Linked DNA regions of Mus musculus: regions 2 and 3 are each linked to region 1. A link is a contact called in public Hi-C and promoter capture Hi-C data. All regions are on one chromosome and are shown on one strand. Each heading gives the region's core, a stretch centred on a gene start, on an enhancer-like site or on the middle of the called end of the contact. The rest is flanking DNA. Distances are from core to core; before and after follow the strand shown. Region 1 holds the start of Slc29a3 (solute carrier family 29 (nucleoside transporters), member 3). Region 2 overlaps Cdh23 (cadherin 23 (otocadherin)). Region 3 overlaps Cdh23 (cadherin 23 (otocadherin)).

Region 1 (2,554 bases), core at 14-2,513:
TACTCATTTCTCTGAGCCTCACCCACGTGTGTATGTGGGTATGCATGTCTGATGTGTGTGCATATGTACATGTGTGCATGGGTGCATGTATACATATATGTGAGTGTGTCTAAAAGTGTGCATGTGTATGTGTGTGAGTGGGCAAGTGTGTGTGTGTCTGTGTTACACATTATTAAAAGCCTGTTGTTTTTCTTCTGTGTTTGATATTAGGGATCCTTTGCCAACTAGGAACCATGATGGGTAGAGAAAATTCTATTTTTTCCCCCTTCACACTTATGAAAAGAAGCCTACTAAGCTTTGGCATCAGTAAGTCCCCAGCTGGTCTCTGGGACTGGCCCACACCAGCCTTGCTTGTGCCCACGTTTTCTCTGGTCTAGCGCAGGACATCAGCCAACTCCTACTCTGCCTCTTTCTTTTCCCCTCCTGTCCTTACCTCCTCTCCTCAGGTGATCTGTAAGGACAGCGCAGGCATGTATACTCCAACCCTAACGCCGCCAGGGTCTCAAGTAACCTGGGCTGACCACTATGTAGCTAAGGTGAGCCTAAACCCCAGAGCCTCCCAAGTGCGGGTGGTAGGTGACACCTACACGTCCCCTGCAGGGCAGCGGAGGAAGTCACCCCCCAGTGGTAAGGGATTGGGTAGAAAGGAAGCCCAAACTTCTGCCACTCTTGGGTGTTTCCTTAGGTTCCCCACTTTTCTCTCTCTCTCTCAAAAAGAAAACAAAAACAAAGCACATCGGTTCCGTAACCCCCACTCTGCACTCGGAGCTGTACAGGAGCCATCTTCAGCTCTCTCCTGAACTTTGATCTCAGAGTCTCCCAAAAGTTTCTCTTCTGCAGATGTGGCATCTGGATTGCCCCTCCAACACAAATCTGCTCACTCTGGCCTCGCTCACTGCCACCAAATAGCTTCAAGCTCTCTCTGCGGCTCTCCACCTAGGCTGGGAGGCCAAGTTCATCTTGCTGGTACATCCTGCTCTGGAAGTATTGAGGGGGAGCAGGGGGCTGTGGGGCACCCTAGGGAATGAGGCGGTGGATACCAATAGGGAGTCAGGCAGGACCTGTTCCAAAGCCACACTTTTTTCACTTTGCAATTGGACGCCTGCAGTTACTGCCGTAGGCCAGGAAGAGGCGCGCGTGGGGGCGGGGCCAGAGGGAGGAGTCGGCAAACCCGGAAGCGCTGAACGGGGCGTGGTGAGCTGAGAAAAGGAGGGCGGGGCTGGGAGGACAAGGGCGGAGCCCGGCCTGGCTGAGCTCTGGTCACAGTGGCCCAGCGCCTTGGACCTGGTGGAGGTAGCAGCGGCAGCGACAGTAAGTGCGGGTGCAGCGGCCCCCATGCTTGGCTGGGTCTTCCCTTCCCGAGGCTGAGCCTGGCCTCTCCTCCACACTCTTCTCTGGTCCCGCGTGTGGGGACAGGTCGGCCCGAAAGATCCAGAAGGCTTTGCGGGTCCGGATCGGATGCCACAGCTGCCTCTGCAGCGAGGACTTGTCTTAGCCTACTGCCAGGCTCGCTCTTGGACCCCAGCCTGTGTCCACAGGAGCCATCGTGGCACACGGGCTGGCCAGACATGTTCTCAGTCCCCAGACTCCTACCCTTTCCAGCTCTGACTGGTCCTTACCCCAGGACCCCAGTCAGAGGCAGGGACAGCTTGGCCCCGGGAGGTTCTCCGCCTCCTCTCCTTTCTTTGTCTTTCTCTATTCATCCAAAGCCACAGCTACCTTTTATAAAGAGTAATAAGGCGTTGCTCAGTCCACTGCACCGCCCGTGACCTGGTTAGAGAAGATCCCTGGCAACTTCAGATGCTTGGTCAAGGCTGAGTAGTCCTTGATGAATAGACACAGTAGCTGAGAAGGGACTTCAGACCTGTGTGGGTCTGGGTGACCCACACTGAGCCGCTGAGCCGTGCGCCCACCCTCCTAGCCTGAACTTCTGGAAATGGAACAGGTCCTTGCCAGTTCTCTGATGCTTCATGATTATCTTTCACACTAAAAAAGAAAATACGTGTACATATGTGTGCCTTTGTGTGGGTATGTGCAGTTCTTTCAGGTGCCCACAAAAGCTACAGGAGGGCATAGAATTCCCTGGAACAGGAGTTAAAAGTAGCTGAGCTACTTGACTAGGGTGCTGGGAACTGAACACGGGTCATTTGAAAGAACAGCAAGCGCTCTTCACTGCTGAAACATTTCTCTAGATTCTGTTTATATTTAAAAAACAAACAATAATTTAAAGCACGTTTGCATGGATGGCCCTGTCTAGGTCCTTGCATGGTCCTCTTTGGTCTTTGTGTGAATTAAGGCTGTAGAGGGGTCTGCTCAGCTTGCTAGGACACTGTAGAACCTCTGGCCTGCCTGAGCCAGGGCTCCGCTGCAATAGTCAGGGATCTGTTTATCCAGCAGTGCTGATGAGGGGCATTCCCCTTGTTTGTCTCTGCTCATAGCTTCTTGCTGCAGGAAGCCTTCAAGAGGGAGGGCTATGGGGACTTGGAACCAGCAGATGGAGTCACATTCCCAGATTATCCCTGGGGGTTGGGGGAGGGAGATGAGGTTAGGGAAA
Region 2 (2,554 bases), core at 23-2,522, 220 kb after region 1:
CAGGAGCTGGCGACCAGTGGGGCCGTATTGCTGAGCTGTGTGCTGTATGAGGCTGGCGTCTCTGAAATGTGTCTGGACACTTGTGTGCTTCAGAGGGGACTGGGGAGGCTGAGGGGACATCGTGGGGGAAGTCTGGCTTCATTGGGTCCTGCACCAGGGGAGCTCTGTCTTGTAGCTGTAGATTTGCAGGTGACTGTGATCATCAGGGCTCCACCAGAAGAGATCTTCTTAGGTAGCCCCAATAAAAGTGTGTCAGTGAAGTGCCCACTTTCAAGAGGGTATTGTATTAGTCCATGTCCAGGACTGTGAAAGGCTGGAGAGACAGAATAAGAGGGCTGGAGAGATGCCTCAGAGGTTAAGAGGATCTTCTTCCAGAGGTCCTGAGTTTGATTCCCAGCAACCATATGGTGGCTCATAACCATCTATACTGGGATCTGATGTCCTCTTCTGGCATGCAGGCAGAATAAATATAATAAATAATTTTTTTTAAAAAAAAGAAGGCTGGAGAAATGAATGGCTCCCTACATATACATGAGGACCTGAGTTTTCTCCCCATCAGCAACAACGTAAAGCTTAAAAAAAAAAAATAGATGTGGCCTCATGTGACTATAACCCTGGGGCGGGGGAGGCAGAGGCAGGAGGATCGTAGCCAATCTACCTGAAAGTATCAACTCCAGGTTCACTGAGGGATCCGGTCTTAAAGAATAGAAAGGGATTGAGGAAGCACTAGTTCCAGCCTCTGCCCTTCCATGCGCGCGCGCACACATGCGTACACACCAGGACTCAGGTGCACACAATCGCACACAATCACATCCAAATGTGGCCACATAGGTAGGCATGTGCATGTGAAGAGAGTGAAGAAAGAAATTGACTTAAAGGAAGGGAAGGTTTATTTGGGTTCACAGCCTAAGAGGGTTCTGCTCATAGCTGCTCGGCCTGTGGTGACTTAGGACATCATGGAGGGAATCATGGGCTTTGAACTCGTACTCAGTTCGTGGTGGTCAAGAACCAGGAAGACGGGGAGGGGATGGGAGGAAGGGAAAGTGCTCTTCCGCCTCCCAGTAAGTAGCACCCCAGGCTGTGGAGCAAGGATCTTTGACAGACACACACGGAAAATCTAATGGGTGGAAGAAGATAAGGGCTGTTGAAGGATCCGGGGGCAGGCCAAGAAGGGATACACTGCCTTCCGCAAAGGCTCCACGGGAAGAGAAGGAAGCACGGTTTCAGAGCCCCGCCCGGTGGGCGGGGCTACAGGGTGGGCGCTGGAGGGGTGGAGCCTAGTATTCAGGCTTTCTTCCCTCTGAGCTCCTGCCAGTCCCTCTCACACTCCTGGTTGGTAATCAGAACGCCCTAAACAAGTCAGTTGAGGTCTGGCGCAAACAGGCTAGGCAGAGCAGGCTATCTATCCTAAGGTATGGAGGCAGAGCAGCCTAAACCAGGGTGAGATGGGGAATGAGGGGGGGGGGGGGGGGCGGGGCTATGTGGGGAGGTGGGACGGTGAGGGGAGGTGGGGCAGACAGGAAGTGCCCAGCATGGTGCCAGTAACACTTACTGTGTCTCTTGAGACCTCCCTGTCCTGCCCTTAGGTGGCCCTGCCTGTACAGTACAAGAAGAGATCTGATAGGACAACCATAGCTTTTTCCTTCTGGGTACTTACAGGCTCGAAAGTTTATATTAGTAAAGCTGTAGGTCTGCCCTCTTCACACTGACCCAATGAGATAGTATTACCTTTAGCCTATGGAATGAGGAGGAAGGAACAGAGAGCTTAAGTAACTAACCCAAAGACACACAGTGAGGCTGGGATTCCAACCGATGTTCTGGCCATGCCTGAATGCTGGAAGTTATCCACTCTGGCCCTCAACAGACTTGCTTCTCTTTGAAGGGAAAGAAGCTAGGATGGGGAGAGAGGTGTGTAGGAACTGCTGGGTTGGGGCAGTACAAATGACTCCAAGCATCTAGGAAATGCATGAAGGATAATTGAGGACCAGTCTTCGTGGGATGTTCTATCCCAGAGCTACTGGGGAGCCATAAATGGCGAACAGGAGAGGGGCTTCCTGTTGCCTGTCTCCTGTTCCCATCAGCAGATTTCTGGGGGATATCCCAGTAGCCCCATACTTGGTGGCCAATAAAGAAATGACCAGCTTACATAGGACCTTAGTAACTCAGTGGCTGTGCTCTCTAGAAGCTCTGGTTGGCACAGCACAGCCAATGCCAGTGTGGAAGGGAAGCCTTTGATGTAACTGTTGGGATCATGTGCCTAGAATCAGCAGTACTTGAACCCAAGGCCTTGCTCACCCACCTTCTCGCTGTATAGCTTTAGACCAGCTGCCCTCTCTGTGCCCCCCCCCCCCGCAAAGAGCGTGTTTTCTCCAACGTGTCCAGAGCTTTCTACCGTGTAGAGAAATCTGCACAGCCAATGATGAGCCAGTGCTGCGGAGATGAGGGTGGATGGGTGGGTGGTACAGGCAGACATTCAGAATATAGCGCCTAATGCTGCTGAGATGTGCCCTTGTGCTCACAGGTGTTTACTGCTTAGCCTGTGTGCCAGACACCA
Region 3 (2,554 bases), core at 24-2,523, 150 kb after region 1:
CCTCTGAACATCGGCATTCCATTTCACGAGGTACTGGGGAGAAGTGGGATTGTGTGTTGTTCATCTGTCACTGTATGGCTAGCTTATTTCACTTAGCGCAGCATCTCAAGGTTCATCCATGCTGGAGCAAGCAATCGTCTGCATCCCCTTCTTTCCCAGAACTCGATGATCCATTGGCTGCCCAGGCTGTGTTTTGCTTATCCATCTATCCGTGGCTCCTTGAGCTATTCCACCATTGTGGAAACTGTTATGGCTGTGGGTTTTCCGTGGACTAAGTACCTCAGTTTTTAATGTCCTTCTGCCCCAAGGTTAGACAGGGCCCCAGCCTGGCTCGGCACAGAGTGGAGCTGGCTGGCTCAGTAGGGTGACCCTTCCCAGCAAGGGAGGGAGGCCAAATGCAGAGACGCCACTGGCTGTACTGATTGAGCCAAGAGGCCTGAGTCTGAGCCATTAAATCATGCCAGACTTGGAGCAGTCCCTCTCTGCATCTAAAGCGGGAGCCATAAACCAGGCTGACTTACGTGCAAGCACTCAGAGCTCGGTTGTTTATAGCCAGCGTCCGCTCGGATTGGTAGATTCCTGTGCTGCGCCCATTGTTAAATATTTGAATATGGGTCTGCAATAAACCACTCTGGGGCTTCTATACATGGCTGCACATCCGTCTCCTGAAGAGAGAGGAGGGGACACTGTCTAGGAGTTTGTGTCCTTAGCACCCCACCAGCCAGCTGGACCAGCAGCGTCCCGCAGTAGCAAGCATTCACCATGGCTCAGATGCACGCCTTTGGGGTTTTTCTCAGAAACAGACCTTGTGATGGATTGATTGAGGCTGGCGTTCTTGTTCGTGGTAGGACGTCCAGTGATTGACAGGTGCTGGGGGGCTCTAATGATGGTATGAAAGGAGCCTGGGTGATTGTCCACAGCATCATAGCCAGGTGGTTGACTAAGGGGAGAGCCCAGGAACCCTGGGAAAGGGGCAGGGATATGAGGCAAGGAAGGTTGGAATTCCTGCCGCTGTAATAGAGTAACCACACGGACTGGCTAACTTATAAAGAAGGGAGGTTCATAGCGCAGTTCTGGAGGCTGGTGCCCATATATGGTGAGGGTCTTCACCCCGCATCATATCACGATGATGAATGTGGTGAGAGAGACAAAGTGCTAGCTCAGGGCTATCAACTTCTTGTGAAGCCGTTAGTGCCTTTGCACGGGCCTCACCCCGTCTGGTTTCTGACTGCTTCCTGAAGGCCTCATCCCCCAGTGGCAGCAATTAGGAGATAGGGGTTAGCTTCTAACTCACAAGCTTTAGAGGGCACACTGAGACCACAGCATTTATCTTTGTCACCGTCCACGGCCCGTCACTGAGTCCCAACACCAGGGGTATCAATCAGTTCCCTGGTCCTTCTGGCCTGTGTGTTGCATGAGCTGACTCTGGCAAAGAACTGTGGAGTCTGACCGTTGGAGGCTAGGCTGGGGTGTGTGCTGCACCGAGGGAGACACAGTATCAACTGAAGCTGCTGTGATCATCTTCCCAGCCCCTTTCACACCATCATCAGAACCTCCAGGAACTGTGAATCCCTGGATGCCCTACCACGAACAAGAACTCCAGTTTTAGCCACTGCTGGTGGGAACAGAAAATAGTGCAGGCACCATCCAAGGCCATGGGATGACGTCTCAATAAGTTTAATGTGGAGTAAATCTATAGCTTAGCAGATCCACTCCTAAGCATTCGAGAGACAAAGTGAAATGAGAATTCAAACACTGTCTTATACATGGATGTGCAGCATTCACAGCCCAGAGCAGGAAATAACCCAGACCTCTGTTGATGGAGGAGCCTATGAGCATGATGTGTTAGAAGATTCATCAGCCATCCAAAGGAGCAGAGCTCTAACACAGTCACCAGCATGGACCAGTGATACTATCTGAGAGCCACACACAGGGCCACAGACTGTTGTTGTGGTTCTGTTGATGTGAACATCCAGAGCAGGCAGGTCCCAGAGATCAAAGTGTGCAGTCTAGGAGCTGAGAAGCAACTTTGTGACAGGTACCAGGTTTCCTCCGGGGAGATGATGGAAGATGGTTGCTCACCGTGAATGGATGGGAGGAGACCAGGTTGTACCCTTTGAATAGTGAAGGTGCTTAATTTTATGAGATGGTTGCTTTGCTCGTGAGCACGTGCGTGTGTGCGTGCGTGTGTGTGTGTGTGTGTGTGTGTGTGTGTGTGTGTATGTGAAGGGGGGGGTTCCTGTAGCCCAGACTGACTTCATTGTGTAGCCAAGGATGACCTTGAACTCCAGTCTTCCTCTTTCCACCTCCCAGGTCCTGGGGTTAGAAGCATGTACTACCACACATGGTTCATGGTATGCTGGGAATTGAACCCCAGGCCTAGGGCATGCTAGACAAGCACGTGCTCTATCAGCTGATCTGTAACCCTAGCCCACCAAAACTTTTTCTTTAAACCACACCAAGTATTCTGCATCCAACATCCTGTCACCTTCAGGTGGGGACCAATGGCTATGTGGGACATGCGCACCACCCCAGGGTCTTCCAGCCAGGATGG

What was found. Promoter capture Hi-C pulls out the DNA fragments that hold promoters and counts their contacts. Hi-C and Micro-C count contacts between places; a contact is called where the count stands out from the background.
Region 2: a contact with region 1 is called in a Hi-C map of embryonic stem cells, with 9 times the contacts expected there. The contact joins the enhancer-like site here to the promoter of Slc29a3 in region 1. A contact is called at or near these places in 21 of 39 promoter capture datasets (the 3T3-L1 cell line, 3T3-L1-derived adipocytes, the C10 cell line and 12 more), 5 of 15 datasets of contacts at CTCF or cohesin (embryonic stem cells, large pre-B cells, liver and 2 more), 202 of 484 Hi-C or Micro-C datasets (the 3T3-L1 cell line, 3T3-L1-derived adipocytes, the 63-12 cell line and 102 more), 43 of 115 datasets of contacts at active chromatin or transcription factors (the 230-238 cell line, the HPC-7 cell line, the NIH/3T3 cell line and 27 more) and 4 of 9 other capture datasets (adipose tissue, embryonic stem cells, liver and 1 more).
Region 3: a contact with region 1 is called in a promoter capture Hi-C map of the HPC-7 cell line, with 7 times the contacts expected there. The contact joins the enhancer-like site here to the promoter of Slc29a3 in region 1. A contact is called at or near these places in 2 of 39 promoter capture datasets (the HPC-7 cell line and liver), 1 of 15 datasets of contacts at CTCF or cohesin (embryonic stem cells), 45 of 484 Hi-C or Micro-C datasets (8-cell embryo, B cells, the Ba/F3 cell line and 25 more), 11 of 115 datasets of contacts at active chromatin or transcription factors (the SCID.adh cell line, T-cell acute lymphoblastic leukemia, bone marrow-derived dendritic cells and 4 more) and 2 of 9 other capture datasets (embryonic stem cells and liver).

Annotation. Positions count from the first base shown.
Region 1 is chr10:60,751,491-60,754,044 of GRCm38.p6, reverse strand. Slc29a3 (solute carrier family 29 (nucleoside transporters), member 3) reads left to right here and starts at 1,263. Exons shown (of 6, transcript NM_023596.3): 1 at 1,263-1,311. The coding sequence starts at 1,311.
Region 2 is chr10:60,535,334-60,537,887 of GRCm38.p6, reverse strand. All of the region lies in intron 7 of Cdh23 (cadherin 23 (otocadherin)), which reads left to right. Among named protein-coding and RNA genes, the nearest start is that of Gm17455, 140 kb to the right of the region's middle. Within about 2 kb of position 1,272, at least 26 of the 459 cell types and tissues checked have an H3K27ac peak or open chromatin away from gene starts, as enhancers often do. A contact at or near this core is called in the AtT-20 cell line, differentiating embryonic stem cells, embryonic stem cells and 1 more, where this site is marked.
Region 3 is chr10:60,600,345-60,602,898 of GRCm38.p6, reverse strand. All of the region lies in intron 4 of Cdh23 (cadherin 23 (otocadherin)), which reads left to right. Among named protein-coding and RNA genes, the nearest start is that of Gm51803, 86 kb to the left of the region's middle. Within about 2 kb of position 1,273, at least 7 of the 459 cell types and tissues checked have an H3K27ac peak or open chromatin away from gene starts, as enhancers often do. A contact at or near this core is called in the HPC-7 cell line, where this site is marked.